Linked DNA regions of Mus musculus: all the other regions are linked to region 7. Evidence: chromatin contacts called from public promoter capture Hi-C data. All regions are on one chromosome and are shown on one strand. The core of a region is the stretch at or near the end of the contact, and the rest is flanking DNA. Distances in the headings are between cores, read along the strand shown. Region 1 holds the start of Cs (citrate synthase). Region 2 holds the start of Coq10a (coenzyme Q10A). Region 3 holds the start of Myl6 (myosin, light polypeptide 6, alkali, smooth muscle and non-muscle). Region 4 holds the start of Rnf41 (ring finger protein 41). Region 5 holds the start of Pan2 (PAN2 poly(A) specific ribonuclease subunit). Region 6 holds the start of Smarcc2 (SWI/SNF related, matrix associated, actin dependent regulator of chromatin, subfamily c, member 2). Region 7 holds the start of Ddit3 (DNA-damage inducible transcript 3).

Region 1 (2,833 bases), core at 239-2,738, 1.0 Mb before region 7:
AATTATAGGTCCACCATTCTGCCAAACACCGTCTAGAACTTGCTTCATTTCCCAAGAGGTTTCCTTACCCAGTTCCCTGGCAGCAGCAGTAGCAACAGCCAAGTAAGACAAGTGTCTACCAAATAACCAGTCTCTACCTTGTTGCCAGACACAGAAAAGCCCCAAGATAAACCCTACAAGTTTTGTGGTACATCTGACAACTATGCATCTCACACAGAAAGTTAATACCATTCTAAGTCTTTTCTTTCCTCCAGGTGTACTTTGCTTCAAACTATCTACTGATGAGAAAAACCTATTAGTTCCTTTAAAACTAAAACAGAAGCCAAGGTCATTTGTGGGACTGTCCCCACTTGGGTTAGAGCTGAAATTCCCTCAGCATAGCTGGGTCTCTGTTTAAAGGCCCAAGTTATGCTGAGCAAAAAAGTAGTGATAACGTGAAATTAAGAGTTATCCCTACTTGGACTTGAACTTCAGAATTCAAAAGGCAAACCATCAAATTAAAGGGCCGCCAGGGAATAAGGGGAAGTACTCCTGGTAGGTAGTAGAATTGAGTCATGTGACCTTGGTGTTACTACCTCACGCCTGTCTTCATTTATTGGCCTGTAGCTTGGAGGAACAACCTTTCTGGTTCTACCTAGAGCCTGATGTGATACATAATCAGCAGGTTTAACAGAAATGCCCCACCCTATTCAAGCTCCTCCTATATACATTAAGTGCAGGAGTCCCAAGGACAAAGAGGAGCTGGGGGGCTCTAGTCCCCTAACAAAACTAAAACGGCGGGGTCACTTACAGGCTTCAATTACAGTGAGGAAAGAAACAGGTCCTGACAGGACTCACCCTACAAAGCAGAGCCCAAATTAGCCCCAGTGACCAAGTGAGCATATTTATACATCCCCCACTCCTCCTCCAACAGTTCTCTCCCTAATTCGGGGGACCACGCCACATCTTTGCTCTCTGGCCTTGCAGCCAGGGCCCTGCATCCCTCGCTTGCACCTTGGATACTTGATATGACAGAAGGCGGGCCTCCCGGCCGCCGGGGGCTGCAGGCCGGGGCCGGCAGCGTTCACCTTAGCCGGAAGGGCACGCAGCACATGGCCTAGGAGCTCTGGGAAGGGTTGGCGGCTCGCCAGGGTCGGGCCCCTTTAAGGCGCGGAGGGCTGCGCTCCGGTGTGGGAGGGAGAGCCGGTGCCGGAGGCCCTGCGGTCGCCTCAGCCCCACCCCGCGCGCCACGGCGCGCTCCCTCCTTTAAGCTCACCTTGGCTCCCAAGAGCCGGGTTGCTGCAGTGAGTAGAGCCATGGCGGGCGAAACTCCGGGACCTGGCGGGAAGGGACCGAAGGGAGAGAGCTACAGCTGCAACAGGAGCGGTCGCCGCTGTGATGGAGACCGCGCCAACCGGCGGACAAGGTTGAAAGGAGGCGGCTGAGGGGAAGGGTAGACAAACCGGCACAGGCGCCCAGCCCAGGGTCCTCGGCGAGGCCCCGCCCTCTGCCCGAAACTTGAGCCCGCCCCCCTCCGGCGACCCACCCCGGCCTCGACCATTGGCCCAAAATGGAAGAGGGGCGGGATCTGAGCCTTTGACAGATGTTATCGCGGGGAGGATTGGACCGTACGGATTAGGCTAATTAGGAGTGGGTGGGAAAGGGATTGTAGGTGTCTAAGGATGTGCCTGAGAACTCAGTTAACTTCCTTCTTTGGCTTTTCCCTTTGCCCTTAACACATTTCGGGTTCTCCGGAGAATGCTGAAGATAAAGCTCCAGCACGCGACGTTTGAAGGTCACTGAACACTGCAACTGACCATTGCACTTCCTCTACCTGCTTGGCATGCTTTCTTAAAGAATGTCTTTGGTTAATGACTTCATGGCCGTGGAGGTGACATCACGCAGAAAGCCCGCTATGATGCCAGAGTTAGTTGCTTGATGGTCATTTGTGAACAGAAGAAATCTTGAAATTACAGATACTGACCCCGTTATGTGGAGAAGAGCAAAACCAGAAGCCTGAATGTTTAGTGATGTTTGTGAACTATATGGAGTCTAAGTCTTACAAAAGCCCCCTTAATATGAAGGAACCTTTCAGTCTTTGGGTCCTGGGCCTTATGATTCTGACATTCTTCATAAAACCCCATATCATAAAACCCCATAGAGCCAGCCCACCTCAGACACAGGATCAGGAGCTGCAACTCTCCACTCAAGATCAGGTGTTAGACACTCTCTTTTCGTCCCATCATTCACAGTATTTCCAAAGGACTCGAGGACGTTTATCCTACTTGGCTCTCTCTCTTATTTCTCCCTCAGAAAACATTGCAGTGAATGACACAAGGATTTAATGATCTTACACATCACTCTTAAATGCCCCGGGGTAGAACACCTCAGAACTTCTGTACTTTCCTGTGCCTACTGTGAAATTGGCCTAAGGGTGGAGAGAAGCTGACCCAATGATCAGAGCACCTTATCTGTAACCACCAAGCCTCAAATGTACAATCCTTTTATCTCACCACATGACAGTAACAAAGTGCAGAGGTCTCAGTATCCATGTAAGCCAAGTTCAGATAGTCCTTGTTTATAGAGGATGTAGTTTGTGGCTTAGACTTGGAAAAGAGAAAGAAAACCCCTATTTCCTCAAGTTTTCTCATATACATATTCATATCTGCCCAGTAGTGTTGTTCTAGCTTGGAAGTCAGGTAGTTCTTATGAGAGAACTTTATCAAGAGAAGCTGCGCCTCTTGAGAAGCAATAACCTTAGACCACCTCCCCGGGGACTTCAAAGCTTCACTGATCAATATTGGCTCCCAATTTAGCATCTCACATGGGGTTTCCTCATAACCCCAGAATAGTC
Region 2 (2,700 bases), core at 32-2,531, 1.1 Mb before region 7:
ATTTGTGTAAAGCATTTGACTTGTATCACAATGTAGCTTTGATTGCCTGTCTTCTTCCTGCCAGCACATTTCCTTTGTCAGGCAAAGCTCGAATCAATGTGGGGAGCTTTAACCCAGCGTAGGGAAAGCAGAGCTTGCTCTGTGACAGTCGGGAGAATTTTGCTTGCTCTTGCACCCGTCTAGGCTAATCTCTTTCTAATTTGTAGTTTATTTCTCTTCTCTCTTTTTCCTTTGGTCATACTTTTCCCAAGAGCGCTTGTTTTTTCCTTGAATCCTGGGACGTAGTATTCACCTTTGGGCTTTCTGCCTGTGATGTCTCGTCCTCCATTGAGTACACATTTTTCCCCGACAGTGATGGTGCTTTTTTCTAAAAGTAAATTTTGGCTAGTAGTAGCTCACACCTGTAATTCCAGCAACTGGGAAGTGGCAGCAAGAAGGTGCATATGAGTTCAAGGTCAGTGCAGGTTACAGAGCAAGATCATGACACCCCAAAGCCCTCCTGGAGAGCATGCATGTCTGTAATCTCAGCAGCTAAGAGTCAGGACGATATCCAAGAGTTCCAGGGCAACCAAGCTTATATAGCGAGGGCGTCTCAAAGAACAAACAAACCATGTCTTATGTTTGGTTTGGTCTGACAGTAGGGCTTGCTTCTTGTTTAGAGCTGGCTACTCTAAAACTGGGTAGGTAGCCCAGGCTGGCCTGGAACTCGTGGCAACCCTCCTGCTTCTGCCTCAGACTTCTTTCCATAAATATTAGGGAGGAAATTCTGCTCCTAGGGACGTTCATGAAGGAGCACTGCAAATTCAAGGCCTGAATTGTCTTGTCTCGAATAACGAGAAGGGGAGGAAGGGGGAAGGGCGTGTAGATCTAGGAGAGATTATACAAGTCAGCCCAGAACTTGCAAAGTTAATATCCTTTTCCAAAGACATAAACCGGCAGCAGGCACTGCAAAGGCCAGTAGGATGAAAAGAGCCTCTCCTTCTAAAGGGCTCTGAGAAACGTTCCTCTGGACATCGACAGCCATCTGCCGTTGACACGCCCACGACGTCGCCTCTGCGTCTACGTATCAGGTCCTGTGACCACAGACTCGCCAAGTAGTTTGTGCCAGGCGATCTCGCTCCCCCGAGCCATCTCTGCAGCTCCTCCGACACGCACCCAGCGCCCTTTCTTTCACGCCAGAGGTGTCAAAGAAACTACATCTCCCGACAGGCAGCGTTGTCCCTTCCTTCCTCGCGCTCCCTCCTCCCGATCCCTGGCAACGGCGTGACGTGAGGGGACCCAGAGCTGCGGTCACCGCTTCAGTGACAGCCTATCCGGCGCGCGGGCCGGAGCAGGGCGAAGGCAGCCGGAGCTCGCGCCGCCCTTCCTGCCCGGCCTCCCCTACAGCTCGCCGCCGCCGGGAGTGCCAGGCAGGGGCGCGCGCATGGCCTCTGCGGGCGCGCGGAGGCTCCCGGCCCCGACGCGCGCGGCCGCCCGGAGCTGCTGCGGCTTCTCGCTCTGCCGGGGCGCGCGCTCCGTCCCGACCCCGCCCCCGGGCCCTCCGCGGCCGCCGCGTCCAATGAGGTGAGAGGCAGGCACAGACGTCCGCGCAGGACCGGAGGGGGTCGCCCGGCACCCCGAAGTTCAGCGGTGGAGGGTGGCAGCCCTTAGACGGCAGGCCGGAGAAGGGCTGGCATTGGTGGTGCCCTGGGAGTTCGAATGGAGTTCTGGAGATACGCGTACAAGCTAGATGCTCGGGGCGGGTGCGTGCCAGCCACTTCTTGGCCTTCGCCGGCGTTCTGGCTTTGATGTGCCTGGCCTGACCCTGGCGTCAGAGATGCTTCAGTTTGCTTGCAGCAGTAGTGTTGCCTCAAAGGCAGCTGGCACTTAGGACGTGCCCTTCTTTTTCCCATCCCCACCCCTGGCCCTGTCCTCAGCCGCCCTCGACCTTTCGCACTCGTGACTGCCTGGCCAGCCAGCCCAGCTAGCTGCAGCAGGTGCTAGGGGCAGAAAAGCTTGCCCGAACCAACGACCTTCCTCTGTGATGCATCCCTCTTCCCCTTCACCTGAAGTGGTTGAATACAAAAAAAGAATCGTGACGCTGCCTCTCCTTTCTTTTTGGCGCTAGGTTTCTGATTTCCTGTAATCTCTTCTTGCCTCGCGCTGCCCAGGCCTTGGCAGCGGAGGCTGGCCTACCTCATAGTCGTTCCTTCATGGGCTTTGCTGCCCCCTTTACCAACAAGCGAAAGGCTTACTCGGAGCGTAGGATCATGGGGTGAGCATTCCTTTTTTTCCCCTTCAAATAAATAACCATGTACCAGTAGTGGGTAAGATTCATATTGGGCCACTTGTCTCCCCAGCAACGTTTTCGCTGCCAGCCTTTCAACCTAAATTTCCCACCTTAGTTGTTCTGCACGTGTATTAGTCTAGAATTGTGTTACATCATAGAAAGGTAACCGACTAGGTAGTACAGCCTGTAATCTAAGCTTGAAGCTTCCACGGACTACATAGCCAGAGCTGCATCATAGGTATCTCACACACACACATTTTGAGACAGGCTCTCACATAGCCTAGGGTTGGCCTTGAACTTGATATACAGTCAAGAAGACTTTGAACTTATATCTTGCCTCCACCTACCTCCCTAGAGCTGAGATTATAGACATGTGCCACCATGCTGCTGTTTTTCTGCAGTGCTGGGGATTGAACATGCTAAGAAACCAC
Region 3 (2,700 bases), core at 196-2,695, 1.2 Mb before region 7:
GATGGCACTGGATCCCACACCTCAGTTGATCTCTCTCATCTCTATCTAATTGCACTGGATCCCACACCTCAGTTGATCTCTCTCATCTCTATCTAATTGCCAGAGCTGAAGTCCCGACGTGTAGACTTTGAGACGTTCCTGCCCATGCTGCAGGCAGTGGCCAAGAACCGGGACCAAGGCACATATGAGGACTACCTAGAGGGGCTTCGTGTGTTTGACAAAGAGGGCAACGGCAAGGTCATGGGTGCAGAGCTCAGACATGTTCTTACCACTCTCGGTGAGGCAGGGCCCAGAGCTGTGGGGTGGAGAAGTGGGGGGTCCTGGAAGAGCTAAGTAGAGCCTAGAATGGGTTTATGGTCCTGCAGTTATGGGCAGGAGACTCAAGAGGGCCAGCATTGTGGAGACAGATCACCTAGAGGCTAAAGTGTCCAGCTATGAGCCAAGGGCAGGGAATGCAATGTCCCCCTTTGCAAGCCACAATTGTGTTGATTCCATGCAAGTCTCAACCCCGGCAGCTTGTTTCGCTGTCAAGTCAAAGCTTTCACCTGCTCCAAGGCACCGTTGATATGAAAAAGGGCAAGGGTGGGAGGATGAACCACCCTGAGAATGTCTTGGGCTGGTGAGGCAGGGAAGGCGGGGGACTCTAACTGTTTTTGGGTTCAGGAGAGAAGATGACTGAGGAAGAGGTAGAGACTGTTCTGGCAGGCCACGAGGACAGCAACGGCTGCATCAACTATGAGGGTGAGGGGGCAGGATGGCCAGGGAGTAAGGAGACTTGAGGGGGGTGGGAGTACCCTCAGTTACCCGAAGGTCAGTTTCTCAAGTCCTCTCGTCTCCTTTCGTGCAGCCTTCCTGAAGCATATCCTAAGCCTCTGAGCTCCGCAGGTGGCCCTCCAGCCAGCCCCTGGTATCCGCTTGAGAGGCAAGGGTCCTCGATCCACCAGATAGAAGCGCAGGCAGTGCGTCTCCGCGCCCGTCCGTAGCGCAGCCGCCAGGGCTGGACTATTTCCTTCCCCACCCCCCACCCCCTCCCACCCCCACCCCACCCCAGCCCCGACTCCCACCCCACGTAGAACCTGCAGCGACGGAAACTTGCCCCACCTCCTGTGCGGCCAGAAGCGCGTTCCTGCCACTAGGGGGCACTTACAGTTTTGAAATAAAAACATGGTTCCTGCTTCGGTTTCCGACAGTTTTCTTTTGAGAAAGAGGAAGGACGGGAGCGGGTAGTCCTCTCTTCTGCAAAAGCCCAAATCCTCTGCTCTTGGTGCAGCTCGGAAGAAAGGTTTCCGAGAGTCCCAACCCAGGCCCCCCTGCTAGATTCCTGAGCCGAGGTAGGGCGCCCCCCCCCCACCTCATTAATAATGTAGTGATGTCATCTGCATGAGCCCAGACTAGCGTGCCTATTGGATGAAACGGCGGAGGGTGACGTCATGCGCCATGGGACGTACTAAGGCTGGGGTTGGGTAGGGCGTCGGAGCCATTACTGCCGGAAAAGGTCCAGCAGAGCTCAGCAGCCAAGATGGTGGGCCCTGGGAATCGGGAGATCAGGGGGATTTGGGGCAAGGAGAGGACCGCGGGTGGGAGTAGAGAAAGCAGTGGACGTGGGCACGCCCAGGTTTTGGAAGGTTGGCTGTGGGATTGGAATGTCTAGGGCTTTGCCCTGGGAAGCGAATCCTCGGCTTCAAACAGGAGTTTGTAAAGCCGGGATAGAAGCTTGCGGGGTTGGACCTCAGGTAACTGACCAATCCCTTCTTCTCCGAGCAGTGTGACTTCACCGAGGACCAGACCGCAGGTAGGCAGTCTCTGACCCGCAGCTCAGGTCATCCTTACCGAGAGGGACCCCCTTCCTTTAGCATCTATCTTCTGATCCCAACCTGTCACCTCCAGCGCTCCCAGGAGAGTGCCCCGTGGATTTCCTTCTGCTCTAGATCCTCCATTTTCTTTTCTCATTCTTTCTTCCTTCCCCTTCCACTCCAGATCTGAGCCCCAAGCGCTGGGTGAGTTTTAGGTGGTGTGGGTGTGTGAAACAATTTGACTAGTGCCTGTTATGTGTCGGGTCTATTACGCTTGTGGTTTGCTGCTTCTTTTTTTGCCTCTCCTCTGATAACTGTCCCCTCCTTAAGCTTGGATTCTGAGTACTGTAGAGGGCAGTGCCTTGATATTTTGTTAAGATGGGCACTGGAGAGTTTGCTAAGGATGTGGCTTCACCTCTTGGAAGGTCTCCCGGAGGGGAAGGGTGGGAGTGGGAGGCTAGAGTCCAGGCTCTTACTTCCTTATATGGGCAGGACCTAGCCTGGGCGGTGGCAGATTCCTGCGGAGTTGTATAGTAGTGGTGGAGAGCCTAGCCTGCCGCAGCTCAGGGGGTGTGTAAACAGATGGCTACCACCTTAAGGTAAGGGAAAGAAGGTTGCCTGTCTTTATGTGGGGCATTTGAGTTGATAGAAATAGATCCCTAGGAGTAGTCTTGTGTATAGAGGAGGACAAGATATCTGGTTTCTGCAGCATGACTTAAGTTGAATTGGCAGCAGAGCTGTGCAGCAAGCACGGGGCTAATCCCTGGTGCTGCCGTTCTTCTGAATCCTCAGAATTCAAGGAGGCTTTCCAGCTGTTTGACCGAACAGGTGATGGCAAGATCCTGTACAGCCAGTGTGGGGATGTGATGCGGGCCCTGGGCCAGAACCCTACCAACGCCGAGGTGCT
Region 4 (2,722 bases), core at 140-2,639, 1.1 Mb before region 7:
CTGCCATCCACTGACAGGACAGCTTCAAACAAGCCGTGTAGCCAACTGTCAAACAGATATGACACTTGCATTTTCTAACCTATTGTCCTGCAAATCAAATGAGATAAACTCTGAGTGCACGTGTAAGACTGCTGTATTACTTGTTGCAACAGAATGGCAAAATAAACTCACAGTGAGAACCAGAGGAAATGCTTGAAAATGCTTGTTCCTTCTTTTCAATCACTGGGAAGTAGGCCCTGCCACAAGGTTTACTGAAGACACTGCATAACAAATGCACCCCTCACCCTCCCTTGGCACTATCCAATCCCACTCTTTCTTGGGGGAACACTAGTAGCCACCCATCCTGCTACAGTAGTTAAAACTACTGTATAAGAAGTAGCTGCCAAGATTCTCATAGGTCAATCTCCCAAGAACAGTGGCCTTGGTAACCATCACATTTGCTACCAGTTGAAATGAAGTTTCATGAAATGAAGTTAGTGTACCAATCCAAAACACCCTCATCCTGCTTTTTCAGGTCTTTCTCCTGCCCCTACTCCCACCCCCCCTCACTCTCTACCCCACAAATGCCCTGCCTCCTGGACTGGGGTGGGCTTTCCAGTGTATTAAACGAGTGGATGGATCGTGCGTATCAGAGAGCGGGGCTGCAAATCATTCAGGGTCAAAGATGTAAGGAATGTAAGAGTCCTCCACGGAGAGGCGGGAGGGGAGAGAAGCGGCGAAGGAATAAAAGAGAAAGACAAGGCTGCCAAAGACAAGGCATGGGAAAGAAGCCAAGCTATGGCGCTTGGAGGGCGGAGGTTTGGGTTCCGCGGTCCCTGCCAAGGCTAGCCCCCAGAACGTTCCCTTCGCCTCCAGGCCTGTCAATCATTGCCATTTAAACTCCATGTTGTCCCTCAGCCCCAGCAATCAGCTCCTCCCGGGTCCTCAGGCTGGCCCAAGGCCACTCCCGCACTTCCCGAGGCTCTCCCTACTCCAGAGGATCTTCCAAAGCTCCAGAGCCCCCAGCTAGCTCACCTCCCGACTCCTCCCAGCTGAGCTCCCTTCCTCCATTTTCCTCCTCCTCTCCACCCTTCCTCCCTACCCCCAGCACTTCGGACCCAGGCACCAATCCACAGGGACCTCGCCCCCTCTCCCCCCCAACCCCCCAGGGTTAGAAGCTCGCCCAGGCGCATTACGCACCACCCGGAACGCAGCCTGGTTTCTCCGGACGCGGGGCCTGGCTGCAGCTGAGGACACGGCGGCCGCGTAGCACACTGTGTGCCCGGTCTCAGCCTTTCCCCGTAGGGGAAGGGGAAGGTAAGGATGGGGAAGAAGGTTCCGACCACTCCTCGCTGTCTCGGGTTAGCCCTTAGCCACGCCCACTGCTGCTACGCAACGGGGCGGAAGCTCGTCACCAAGCCCCGCCTCTCTATTTAACTCGGCGGCGCCTGGATGCTCCTTGCGAGCGGCCTATGAGAGGCGGGGGCTAGCTGGGCCTCCGCTCTGGGCCGGAAGTTCTTAGGACGGACAGTGTAGCCTTTTGGGAGGGAGGGCTCTATGTGCTTCAGGTGTGAAGCTCCGGGGCGACCCTGGGTGTCCCGCCTTGCAGAGTTACTTGGTGCTGGGTGGTGCACGGCTCGGGTGCCAGACCTGGTGCAGCGCTGGGACGAGGTCGCCGCGGGGCAGCTGGTCTGCAGCGTGGCCTGCTGTCCTCCCAGCCCTTCAGTTTCCAGAGCTGTGGTCAGCATCCCGGAGCCTCCCGACCTGTGACTCACAGTCATGGGGATGGATGCTGCTGTTAACTTAGGAGGCCGCAGGATGGAGAGGGAGGGAGTGTCTCACCGCAAAGCTTTGATCTAGGGTGCTGCAGGGGTCGTCCACCTCCCAGCCACACACTCTTGTAGTATTCCTGATGGCTCTTCAAAAACTCAGACCGCCCGAAACATTAATGGATTTGATTTCCTAAGGCTGCAACACTGTGGTTAGGGGAAATGGGTGGGAGAGAACCCGAGGAGAGTCGTGGTGGAGTTTAAAGCGCTCTGTGTTAGGTAAGCGGGGAAGCAAGACAAGGAATGCAATTACATTACCTCTTAGGCTAATCTGGTGTCAAATAGTATTTGTTGTAGATACTCTCTTTTTTAAAGGGCAATTCACATTAGTACATATGTAACTAGCTTATTCGTGAGAATACAGAGCTAGCTGCTTCCTTTGAAGACAATATGACGAGTACCAGAGGAAACTTAAGCTTCTAGGTGTCTCTGAGATACAATAAAATAAGGAAACAGGAATCGGATGTGCCTTTGTGAACCAAGTCAAACTTGCTTCCCTCCCCTCCCTCTCCCCTAGTCAGGGTTTCTCTTTGTTGCCCTGGCTGTCCTGGAATTCACTATGTAGGATAGGCTGGCCTTAAACTCAAGAGATCCGCCTACCTCTTGCCTCCCCAGTGTCCACCTGGCTTGAGGCTTGCTTTTTATGTTCCGGGTTCAACGTCTTTCAAAGGAGAGTGAATCTGCGTATTATCTTTCTATGGCGAAAATGCTGCTTGTCCCAGAGCCCTGAGCCGAACCGTTCGGTACATTAAAGATGATGTGTAAGCTCCTGCCATGTCCAAGGTACTGGCTTTTAACTAACTTTCCATTTTCATGTGTAAAATGGGCAGTGGTGGCGCACGCCTTTATCCCAGTACTTGGGAGGCAGAGGCAGGTGGATTTTTAAGTTGGAGGCCAGGCTGGTCTACAGAGTG
Region 5 (2,700 bases), core at 176-2,675, 1.0 Mb before region 7:
TGCTGTGAGTTCTAGATCAGCCTGGACTATAGAGAGAGATGTTGTCGCAAAAACACAGTAGTGATAGGAGAACTGACAGAGTGGAATGCCTTATGAAACTAAATATGTAGTTAATCTCTCCACTCCCTTGTTGGTTTGAAAGACCCAGCTAACTCTCATCAGTTCAACTCAGTTTTGACTACCTGCAAAGAGCTGTCCTTGGGCAAAGACCAGATAAAGATTTCTAATACACCCTTTCAGCCTTCAGAAAGGGGTATAGTTCTTACCCCATGGCTCCCCACCCACAGCATCTCCTCATGTAAATCAAAGTGGGAGACAGACACAGGCACTCCCACTTCAGCCACCACGCTGTGCAACTCAGAGTAGACACCTTCCATTATGTGCACTGACTCCTGGACAGGAAGAGCCTCCAAGGCCACTCCCTCTGGGTCTAGCTCCACATTCTGTAGCAAACTTGGATTCAGGTGGGCATCCAGGACTGGGTCCAGGGTAGAATGCATAGCTGGGGAAAATTCGGCCAGTCCAGGATCCAGACCCTCAAAGTTCATGACGATAGTGGCCGCTGGTCAGACCGGAGTCACACCCTCCCTTGCCACGCTTCCTACAGACAAGTGACCCAGCCTTCAGGAGGACAGCACCAGTGAACCTAGAATGGACATTCTGGCCTGCAAGGGAAAGAGGCAGCGCAGTCAGGGATAGGCCTAGGTACTGGAAGTATCTTCTATGTGGACAGGACAATCAGGTAGGCAGAGGGGATGAGACTGCCAGGCAAAGACGGAAGCATGCATGAAGAGGACAAGGGCAACGCTGTACTGTGAGTGGCATGACAGTGTCCCTTACTCTGCACCTCTAAACTTCCTAAGTTCCCTGCCAGCCCACCAAATGATCTAACTCTTGACTTCCCTTTCTCCTGAACCACAAGGTGAAGGGAGCGGGTTTGATAGGGGCTGGAGTTCGGGGGAGAGCTCTGAAATGCTTGTTTCTTAGAATTGGACATGAGACAAAGGGGCTGGGCGGTGAAGGGGGCAAGACAAGCCAGTTTCCCAGAATCCTTTACAGTGGTTACCCAGCATTCTCCAGGGGGTGGGTAACAAGAACGGCCAGTTACCCACAAACGGGGCGGGGGTAAGGGGGAAGTAATGGAAACGGATAGCTACCCAGAATTCTTTGAGCGAACCAGAGAAACTGGTTACCCAGAATTCTCCCCCAGCGCAGGGGACGGGAGGGGAAGGATTAGGGCAAAGGTCAAGACGTGTTCCTGGGATGCTTACGGGGAATGGGTCATTACCAAGATTTCTCCATGGCGGATATTTTGGAGCGCGTGGAATTCAAACGAGTAGGGGGTAGAGAAAGCGCCGTCAGCTCCGCGGGAAATTCCAGTTTCCCTACTACTCCCCCGCCTCTAGCTCAACCTAACCCAAGCAAGACGGACGGTGGATTGGCAGCCATCGCTTCCAATCAGCGGGGGCCACGGGCTCATCCCAGCCAATCAGAAAAAGCCAGGTACAGGCAGCGCCTGAGAAGGAGAGTGACGTAGCCTCCGCCAAAACAAGGTTACGGAATGCCACCGGGGACAAACTGAATCAGGCGCGGATCTATTTGGTGTTACGAAAAGTAATCCCTTCGCTCTCAGGCTTTGTTAAGCAAAATTAACTTTAGACTTTGAAGCCAAGCTTTTACGCTCCCTGAATAAGAACTAGACTAAAGGGGCGCCAGAGGCTAAGCACTGGGACTCGCCCGGTGGGTATTCCCAGCGTGGCCTTCATCATTCCCGGCGTATAGACCTTCATCTTGCTGTGCCTGTGAGCCATTCCAATACCTCTGACCCTGTACCCCCGAAACTCACTGGCATTTCCTATGACTTCTAGATGTGGGGAAGAAAAAGGAAGCGGGAGCCTGACTTCTAGTGTGGCCCAAGTGGCCACCTTTTCTCTATTTCTAGAGGCATCCATCTGAAATTCCCATCAATGTTTGTGTCGTCCCCAGAGGTCCCCTAATTTTCCCAAGAAACAAGTCTCCTAGACTGTCAAAATTCCCCTAGACCGTGGAGCTGGACATTGACCCCAAGAGAGAGATAAACAGTAAACTGAGTCAACTGAGCTGTAGCTATTCTGAGGGGTTCTTGATTAATCTCCAACTAAGAGATCCTACTGCCTCTCCCTCTCCTGTGAGAGTGTGTCACCGTGTCTAAAATATTTGGGGGTACTGGCTGTGTACTAAACTGCTTTGGAATTGGTCCAGGCTGTGAGATGTCTTAGGTTGCCCAAACTCAGCTCTGTCATCTCTGTTTTTAAAGGCCCTGTGCCACTAGTGGTCCATACCTACAATACCTGCATTATTAAAGCAGAGGCAGGAATCCCTTACAAATTCGAGGCCAGCCTAGGCTACATAGATAGTAAGGACCAGGCTTGCTATGGCTACATGGTGAATATCCCTTTCAACAGGTGCCTGTGGAAGAAAGTTCTCACCAATAATAAACACCAATAATAAAACTTTTAAAGCATTTATTGGGCCAGGCATAGTGGAGGTATATTTGTAATGGCAGTAATCCTGAGGCAGGAGGATTAGTGTTCAAGGTTAGCTTCTTCTATATAGCAAGTCCCAGGCTAGTCAGGTTACATGAGACCCTGTTTCAAACAAACAAAAACCAGGCTAAGTGGGATGGCAATCCCACCACTCAGGAGGCAGAATGGATTTCTG
Region 6 (2,725 bases), core at 160-2,659, 1.2 Mb before region 7:
TGGGATCCTACCTTTCTGTTCTGTTCACTGAGCCAGGAAGCTACTTTCTCTTTACCTTTTGACCCTTATTTCCTCTACCCTAATTAGAGTCAGCACCTCTCGGTGGGAGGTATAAAGAGATCCGTGAAGGGAGAAGTAAATGACAAAGAGTTAAGCACTTGAAAGCTGAAGCAGGTCACAGCTGTCAAAGCCTTCGGGGCTTCACACCAAGACCCTAGACCGATCTCCCTTTAAAAGGTCAAAGGCAGAAAACTGGGAACCAGAGCCTCACGCTGAGGGTGCACACAAGTCACAGACCCAACAGCTGTTTGTCAAGAGTCTGACACCCAACAGAGAGACCCCAAATGGTTTCAGGGCTAAACTCAAACCAGAATTAGTGGAGCTTTCTGAAGCTGTCCACTGTACTCTGACAGGCTGGCTGCAAGGCTGGAGTAGCAAGAGTTGGGGGCTGTAAAACAAAGCAAGGGAAAAGAACCCTTAGCCGGGGTTGGTGAGGAAGCAGCCCATATCGAAGACAAAAAAGAAAAACGAAAAAAAGCCCAGACACCATGAAGACACAAGAATAAAAATTGGTTAAAAAAAAAAAAAAAGATAGATAGGGCTTCTTGAACCCTTTTGTTCCCCATCCTTATTTCCAGTTACAGGGTGGGGGTGGGGACTAGCGATATGAAGCTTATCCGAGCCTCTGGACCTCAAACCCAAAGCAATGCCAGGCTGGCTGGCTTGCAGAGGACTTCATTATGAAAGGAGGGTTGGAGGGGCTGCTGCCCTAGACTGCCATGTCCTGTCCCCTGAGAGGTTTGCAGCCCTTTAGAAGGAGACTAGGGTAACCCTGGGAGACAGGTGATTTCCCCAGGTAGAGACGCTTTTCAACGGCCTGCTCCGCGCCCGTCTACCCTCCTGCTCTGCCATCTGTCTCAGGACGTACACAAAGCACCACCGGGGAGGCCTGGGCCGCTCTGGCGTCTGGCTCGGCGCGGGGCTCCGGCGGGGGCCCCGCGGCTCGCACACCGGAGGGGAGGAGGCGCGCGGCGGCACCGGTCAGCCTGGAGGGCGAGGGCTGCCGGGCCCGGGCCGCCGCCCGGAGCCGCCGCCGCCCCCGCCAACGCCGCTGCGCTGCACCGGGGCAGAGGGCACGGTGGGGGAGGGGTGGGGGAGGGGCGCGGGCGGGCGGGCGGGAGGCGCGGGGAGGCCTCGGGGAGGGGCGCGGCGGCCGCCGCAGGGTGGGCCGGCCCCGGGAGCGGCGGCCAGGGGCCCTTTGTCCCCGCGCGGCGCTGCCCGCGTACCTTCTTGTAGTTCTTGCCGAGCCAGAGCCGCACGTTGTCGAACTGGGTCACGGTGTCCGCGGCCTCGTAGTACTTCACGTTGGGGCCGCCGTCCTTCTTCCGCACCGCCATCTTCTCGGGCTCGGGCCCCGCCGCCGCCCGCCCCGCTCAGCTCAGCTCCCGCCTCCTCCTCCGCCCGCCTCCCGCCGCCTCCCGCCGCCACGACCGCCGCCTCCCGCCGCCTGGGCCCCGGCCGGCGGAGCGCCCCCTGCCGGCGGCCCTGCGTAGCGGTGGCGGGCGAGCCCGAGCGCGCTCGGCGGACACCCCGGCAGCAGCGGCGGTGGGAGGCGGGCGAGCCCGAGCGCGCTCGGCGGACTTCCCCGCAGCGGCAGCCCGGCTGCTTCCCCGGGTCTCGCAGGACGCGGCTGTAGGACAGCGGAGCCCTCCCCGACTTGGTCTCGCAGCGGCAGTGGGGCTTACTGTTCCACTCCACGGGGAAGCCGGGAGCCCCGGGTCTGCAGCTCCGCCCCGTAACCCCGAGTGGCCCCCGGCACGTACGTTCCCGTGGAACTCTTTCGCTCCAATAAGTTCCTTCCAACCATTCCTGTTTCAACCCACGAGTGTCCCTGACGCTCCTCGTCCCGGTGCACCCAGCACCCCTGGTGCTACCCGGGGGGGTCAGGTGAGGGGTCTCCTCCCTCTGATCTTCGGGTCTCGCCAGTCGCCTCCGCTTTAGGAGTCGGCTGGCGAGCCCCGATTCTTCGACCCAGGTTCAAGCATTGTGGCGCGAAGGTGCGAGGGAGGGAGCGGCTCTGGGTACGAGCCTCGGGCCGCGACCCTGCACCGGTCCGCTCGCACCCAGTCACCCGTGCGGACCCTTTCTGTAAGCGCGCGGCCAACCATAGTTTTGGGAGTCACGGTGGCCGAGTGGTTAAGGCGTTGGACTCGAAATCCAATGGGGTTTCCCCGCACAGGTTCGAATCCTGTTCGTGACGGCAGTTTTTCGTATTTTTTTTCCCCCCTCCTATTAACCAGTAGTTGAGTGGTTGAAAGTGAAAAGGCAGCACTACTCCTTTAGGTTAGACCAGGGTGACATACAAACCAAATTGGGCATCGCTGTATTCGCTGTTAGGATACCAGGCACTTTGAGATATTTTTGAGAATTCTGTAACATTTCATAACAATGAAGAGTAGTCGTTTTGTTTGGGAAAGCTAGTCAAACCTAAGATTTCTAAACAGGGCATCTTTGGAGTTTGTGACCAAAAGTGGAGCCTTGAAGTCTGGTGACTGGAGACACAGAAACAAGCGTTTCTCATTTGGATTTTTCTTTTTAATTTAGACAGGGACTCATGTGCACAGGCTGCCCTTGAACTTGCCTTGCAGCCAAGAATGACTTTAAATTTCTGATCCTCCTGCCTCTACCTCTCAAGTACTAGGAGTTACAGGTGTGCCTGAGCATG
Region 7 (2,891 bases), core at 100-2,599:
CACCCTCTCCTGCTTACTCTAGTCCTGTTCCTAAAGATACCGGCATGGCATGCTTATCTTAACTCTGTTGCTCAGCCTCTCCCTTCTATAAAGCTCTAACACCGGGGCTTGGCTCACAGGCTTGGCTTCTGATGACAACCTCTAGTCACCGCCCTGAACTATTCTGCCCTGCTTTTGTTTTTTTTTTCCCTTTTGCTTTATACTGAAATGTAAGTTTTATTGAGAACAGTTTTATCTTTTGCTCCTAATATACCCTGGGTCCCCAGATACTTGGTACATAGTGGGTGCTTATTAGGCATTTGTTAGGAATGAATGGGGAAAAAGCCCCTCCCCCAAGTTCCCTTATAGAGAATTAAGCCCACTGAGCCTAAAGGCAGAGCGGAGCTGGCTGTCTCTGGGGACTGCAGATGCAATATTGCCCTGAGTGTTTCTCTGCAGGGTTGTCCTCTAGGGAAAACTCCCTTGGTCTTCCAGTGTGTGGGACCTGGCTTTCATCAGCAGAGGAGCCCCAGGCCTGAGGGTGCAGAGACAAACAGTGGGCTGGCCTGACGCAATGGTTACACAGTTTAGTTAGGAGACGGGACTGAGGAAAGAAGCAGAGATCAATCAGCCCTGGGAGAAGCAGAAGACCCTGGAGAGATCCCAAATAATTTCCCATAGTTAAAGAGATCCAGGCTGCTCTCTTGTATGGAAACCTAGAAACCTCTGGGGAAAAGGGAAAAACCCATCTATGCTCCTCCCACCAGCACCCCCACTCGCAAAGATCTGTCAGTCTTCGCGTTCTCTTGAACTTGAGAGTCAGCTACTAACGTGGCCATGTTGGCCCCTTGACTGAGGCGCTTCAGCTTGAAAGAGTTGGGGGGAATGAGGCTGGTGAAGAAAAGGCTGAGACAGCCAGAGTCCCCGACTTTGGGGGTGTGTCCTGCTGCCCCGCCTTTCCTGCGAACTGCCCAGGCCTAAGCTGGCCCGCAGTTCGCACTACAGAGACAAGTTCCCGAAGGCAACCGGAGTCCCTCTGCAGAGTGGGGACCAACTCGAGACAAGGGAACGGGAATGCAATCGCCCAATGCAAGAGAGGGCCTGTAAGCACCATTCCTGAATCAGGGATTCCCGGCCTTCACCCTTCCCAGTCTACAAGCTTACAGTGGAAGGGGTGGGGCTACATCCTCCAGAACAGTTGTCTCCAACTTTATAAAATAGCTATGCTGGCCAGGATGGGAAGGTAAGGGTTAGACGGAGCCAGTACTCGCCTCTCTCCTCAGGTTCCGGCTGTTATTCTGGCTCTGTCGCTGCCACCCGCTCATCTTCAACATGATATAATCGACGTGTTAGGCTCAAGATAACTGACCTCAAGAGCGGAGAGCGAGTATCCTTTATGCTGTCCGGCCCCTCCTGGGGGGGGGGCAGGGTCCAGGAGCCTACCAATCAGAAAGCGGCACGCTGGCACTGGCTCCGCCTCATCCCTTACATCCGCCACTCAGGAGTCTCACGGCCCCACCCCCATCGCGCCCTCTGGCTTGAGAGTCTACGTTGTCTCGGACCCGGAAGTGGCTTTGGGTCACGCGGCTTCGCGGAGGAGGTGAGTGAGTCATGCGCGCGCGCGGAGGAGAGCGCGGCGAGGGAGGGGATGGGGGGGCGGGGATGATGCAATGTTTGGCAACCGGTGTCCGCGCGCGCACGCGCAGGGGACGTCGATGGTGGTGGGAGGTGCGGGAGGGGGGCTATGGGGGAGAGAGGAAAGAGGGCGGAGCGCCAGCTCCCAGTGTCCAACGGCCCCAACGGCTGTCCTTCCTGAACTTGTCTGCCCACCTCCCATCACCTTTAACTTACTCCTCCATGAAAGGCTCCCATTTTCCCTGGCCCCTCCCAGCTAATGGGCACCGGGGCTCTGGAACCTCTTTAAAGTTTCCAATTTGTTCACCTGGATTGACATCTCCTCGAATCTTTTAAGAGCTCTCCTCCTCTTTTAGCCTTCTAATGCGTCCCAAAGACTGAGTTCCTTGATAGTCCACCCGCTTCTCTCAGAGAGGCACCTTTAACGCTTGTTTCTGAATCGTCCATTACGTGCTAGGATTGAAGTTCTTTACAGAGTGTAGATTGCTGCCTCCTCCTCATCCCACCCCTGCTTTGTGTGATGCTCTTACGCCCTTCACTAAGCCCAGTATCCACCCTCTTCCTTCTCCGAGATAGCGAGTCCTGTGACTCCCTGCTGAGGAGCTGGCCTCCTGCCTCTAGCTGTCTGAGTTCACGACCTACAGTAGAGCCTGGGACGTGCATGCACTTGAACGCATGATTGCCCTGGACTGGGTCATCAGAGGAAACACAGATTCTAGTTTAATTTGTCCAAGGATTCTACCTTACTCATTTGTAAATTAAACAACGATAAAGGTAAAAAGCAGCTCTGTGGAGAAAACTTGAGTAAAAGTAAAAACATCTTGCAAAACGTATTTTTTTTTTTTTGTGCCATGAAAACAGAGGCCATGTGGTGGCCTATTACATAGTCTGTCGTAGACTCAAGAGGGGCAAGCCAGAGTTTAAGTAGAAACTGAACCAAGACCGGTTGCTATTGGATGGTGCGACGGTGACAGGTCCTTGGCCAGACTGCTCCTTCGCTCCAGACCTTCATTTCCCCTTCTGTTAGTAGAGGTGGGGGGTGGGTTGGACCAGATGGTCTCTCCTGGCCTAAAGACAGACCAGGTTGTCAGTGACAGGCAGAGGTCATGTGACTTGACAGGCTGAGGTCGTGTTGTGACATGTTGACCTGGAGAGGCGGGTCAAGTCTCTGCACACTACCCGGGAAGCCTTTGGGGCGGGGCAGGGCAAGTCGCGACTTTCATCTTTTAGGGCTGGCCCCTCCCGGACCTGACATTCCTGACTCCCCCAACAGATTG

Evidence for each region. Promoter capture Hi-C pulls out the DNA fragments that hold promoters and counts their contacts.
Region 1: a promoter capture Hi-C map of liver shows a contact between it and region 7, with 4 times the contacts expected there. The contact joins the promoter of Cs here to the promoter of Ddit3 in region 7. A contact is called at or near these places in 20 of 39 promoter capture datasets (the 3T3-L1 cell line, the HPC-7 cell line, the SN4741 cell line and 12 more), 8 of 115 datasets of contacts at active chromatin or transcription factors (Th17 cells, embryonic forebrain, embryonic stem cells and 3 more) and 3 of 9 other capture datasets (adipose tissue, liver and macrophages).
Region 2: a contact with region 7 is called in a promoter capture Hi-C map of liver, with 4 times the contacts expected there. The contact joins the promoter of Coq10a here to the promoter of Ddit3 in region 7. A contact is called at or near these places in 17 of 39 promoter capture datasets (the 3T3-L1 cell line, the C10 cell line, the SN4741 cell line and 11 more), 4 of 484 Hi-C or Micro-C datasets (B cells, Th1 cells, embryonic stem cells and 1 more), 6 of 115 datasets of contacts at active chromatin or transcription factors (astrocytes, embryonic forebrain, embryonic stem cells and 2 more) and 3 of 9 other capture datasets (adipose tissue, liver and macrophages).
Region 3: a contact with region 7 is called in a promoter capture Hi-C map of liver, with 5 times the contacts expected there. The contact joins the promoter of Myl6 here to the promoter of Ddit3 in region 7. A contact is called at or near these places in 20 of 39 promoter capture datasets (the 3T3-L1 cell line, 3T3-L1-derived adipocytes, the C10 cell line and 13 more), 5 of 484 Hi-C or Micro-C datasets (B cells, CD8 T cells, embryonic stem cells and 2 more), 8 of 115 datasets of contacts at active chromatin or transcription factors (Th17 cells, astrocytes, embryonic forebrain and 4 more) and 4 of 9 other capture datasets (adipose tissue, embryonic stem cells, macrophages and 1 more).
Region 4: a promoter capture Hi-C map of liver shows a contact between it and region 7, with 5 times the contacts expected there. The contact joins the promoter of Rnf41 here to the promoter of Ddit3 in region 7. A contact is called at or near these places in 15 of 39 promoter capture datasets (the 3T3-L1 cell line, the C10 cell line, the HPC-7 cell line and 10 more), 5 of 115 datasets of contacts at active chromatin or transcription factors (astrocytes, embryonic stem cells, fibro-adipogenic progenitors and 2 more) and 2 of 9 other capture datasets (adipose tissue and macrophages).
Region 5: a contact with region 7 is called in a promoter capture Hi-C map of pre-B cells, with 4 times the contacts expected there. The contact joins the promoter of Pan2 here to the promoter of Ddit3 in region 7. A contact is called at or near these places in 11 of 39 promoter capture datasets (the 3T3-L1 cell line, the C10 cell line, the HPC-7 cell line and 7 more), 1 of 484 Hi-C or Micro-C datasets (B cells), 10 of 115 datasets of contacts at active chromatin or transcription factors (acute myeloid leukemia, astrocytes, differentiating embryonic stem cells and 4 more) and 1 of 9 other capture datasets (liver).
Region 6: a promoter capture Hi-C map of liver shows a contact between it and region 7, with 7 times the contacts expected there. The contact joins the promoter of Smarcc2 here to the promoter of Ddit3 in region 7. A contact is called at or near these places in 9 of 39 promoter capture datasets (the 3T3-L1 cell line, the C10 cell line, the SN4741 cell line and 5 more), 5 of 115 datasets of contacts at active chromatin or transcription factors (astrocytes, cardiomyocytes, microglia and 2 more) and 1 of 9 other capture datasets (liver).

What each region holds. Positions count from the first base shown.
Region 1 is chr10:128,336,382-128,339,214 of GRCm38.p6, reverse strand. Cs (citrate synthase) reads right to left here and starts at 1,488. Exons shown (of 11, transcript NM_026444.4): 1 at 1,256-1,488. The coding sequence starts at 1,297. It overlaps Gm51822 (a long non-coding RNA gene), which reads left to right. Exons shown (of 2, transcript XR_003949053.1): 2 at 1-2,076.
Region 2 is chr10:128,367,561-128,370,260 of GRCm38.p6, reverse strand. It overlaps Coq10a (coenzyme Q10A), which reads left to right and starts at 1,281. Exons shown (of 5, transcript NM_001374700.1): 1 at 1,281-1,563; 2 at 2,108-2,254. The coding sequence starts at 1,424.
Region 3 is chr10:128,492,631-128,495,330 of GRCm38.p6, reverse strand. Myl6 (myosin, light polypeptide 6, alkali, smooth muscle and non-muscle) reads left to right here and starts at 1,445. Exons shown (of 7, transcript NM_001317218.1): 1 at 1,445-1,522; 2 at 1,765-1,792; 3 at 2,586-2,700. The coding sequence starts at 1,520. It overlaps Myl6b (myosin, light polypeptide 6B), which reads left to right. Exons shown (of 7, transcript NM_172259.1): 5 at 104-277; 6 at 664-741; 7 at 848-1,174. The coding sequence ends at 876.
Region 4 is chr10:128,410,283-128,413,004 of GRCm38.p6, reverse strand. It overlaps Rnf41 (ring finger protein 41), which reads right to left and starts at 1,389. Exons shown (of 7, transcript NM_001164237.1): 1 at 1,180-1,389. It also overlaps a transcript of Nabp2 not described here.
Region 5 is chr10:128,302,060-128,304,759 of GRCm38.p6, reverse strand. It overlaps Pan2 (PAN2 poly(A) specific ribonuclease subunit), which reads right to left and starts at 1,425. Exons shown (of 26, transcript NM_133992.3): 1 at 1,289-1,425; 2 at 267-665. The coding sequence starts at 548.
Region 6 is chr10:128,457,999-128,460,723 of GRCm38.p6, reverse strand. Smarcc2 (SWI/SNF related, matrix associated, actin dependent regulator of chromatin, subfamily c, member 2) reads right to left here and starts at 1,409. Exons shown (of 29, transcript NM_001372395.1): 1 at 1,287-1,409. The coding sequence starts at 1,397. It overlaps n-TScga2 (a tRNA gene), which reads left to right and starts at 2,179; the gene lies at 2,179-2,260. Mir8105 (microRNA 8105) reads right to left here and starts at 2,044; the gene lies at 1,956-2,044.
Region 7 is chr10:127,289,251-127,292,141 of GRCm38.p6, reverse strand. It overlaps Ddit3 (DNA-damage inducible transcript 3), which reads right to left and starts at 1,349. Exons shown (of 4, transcript NM_007837.4): 1 at 1,251-1,349. It also overlaps a transcript of Mbd6 not described here.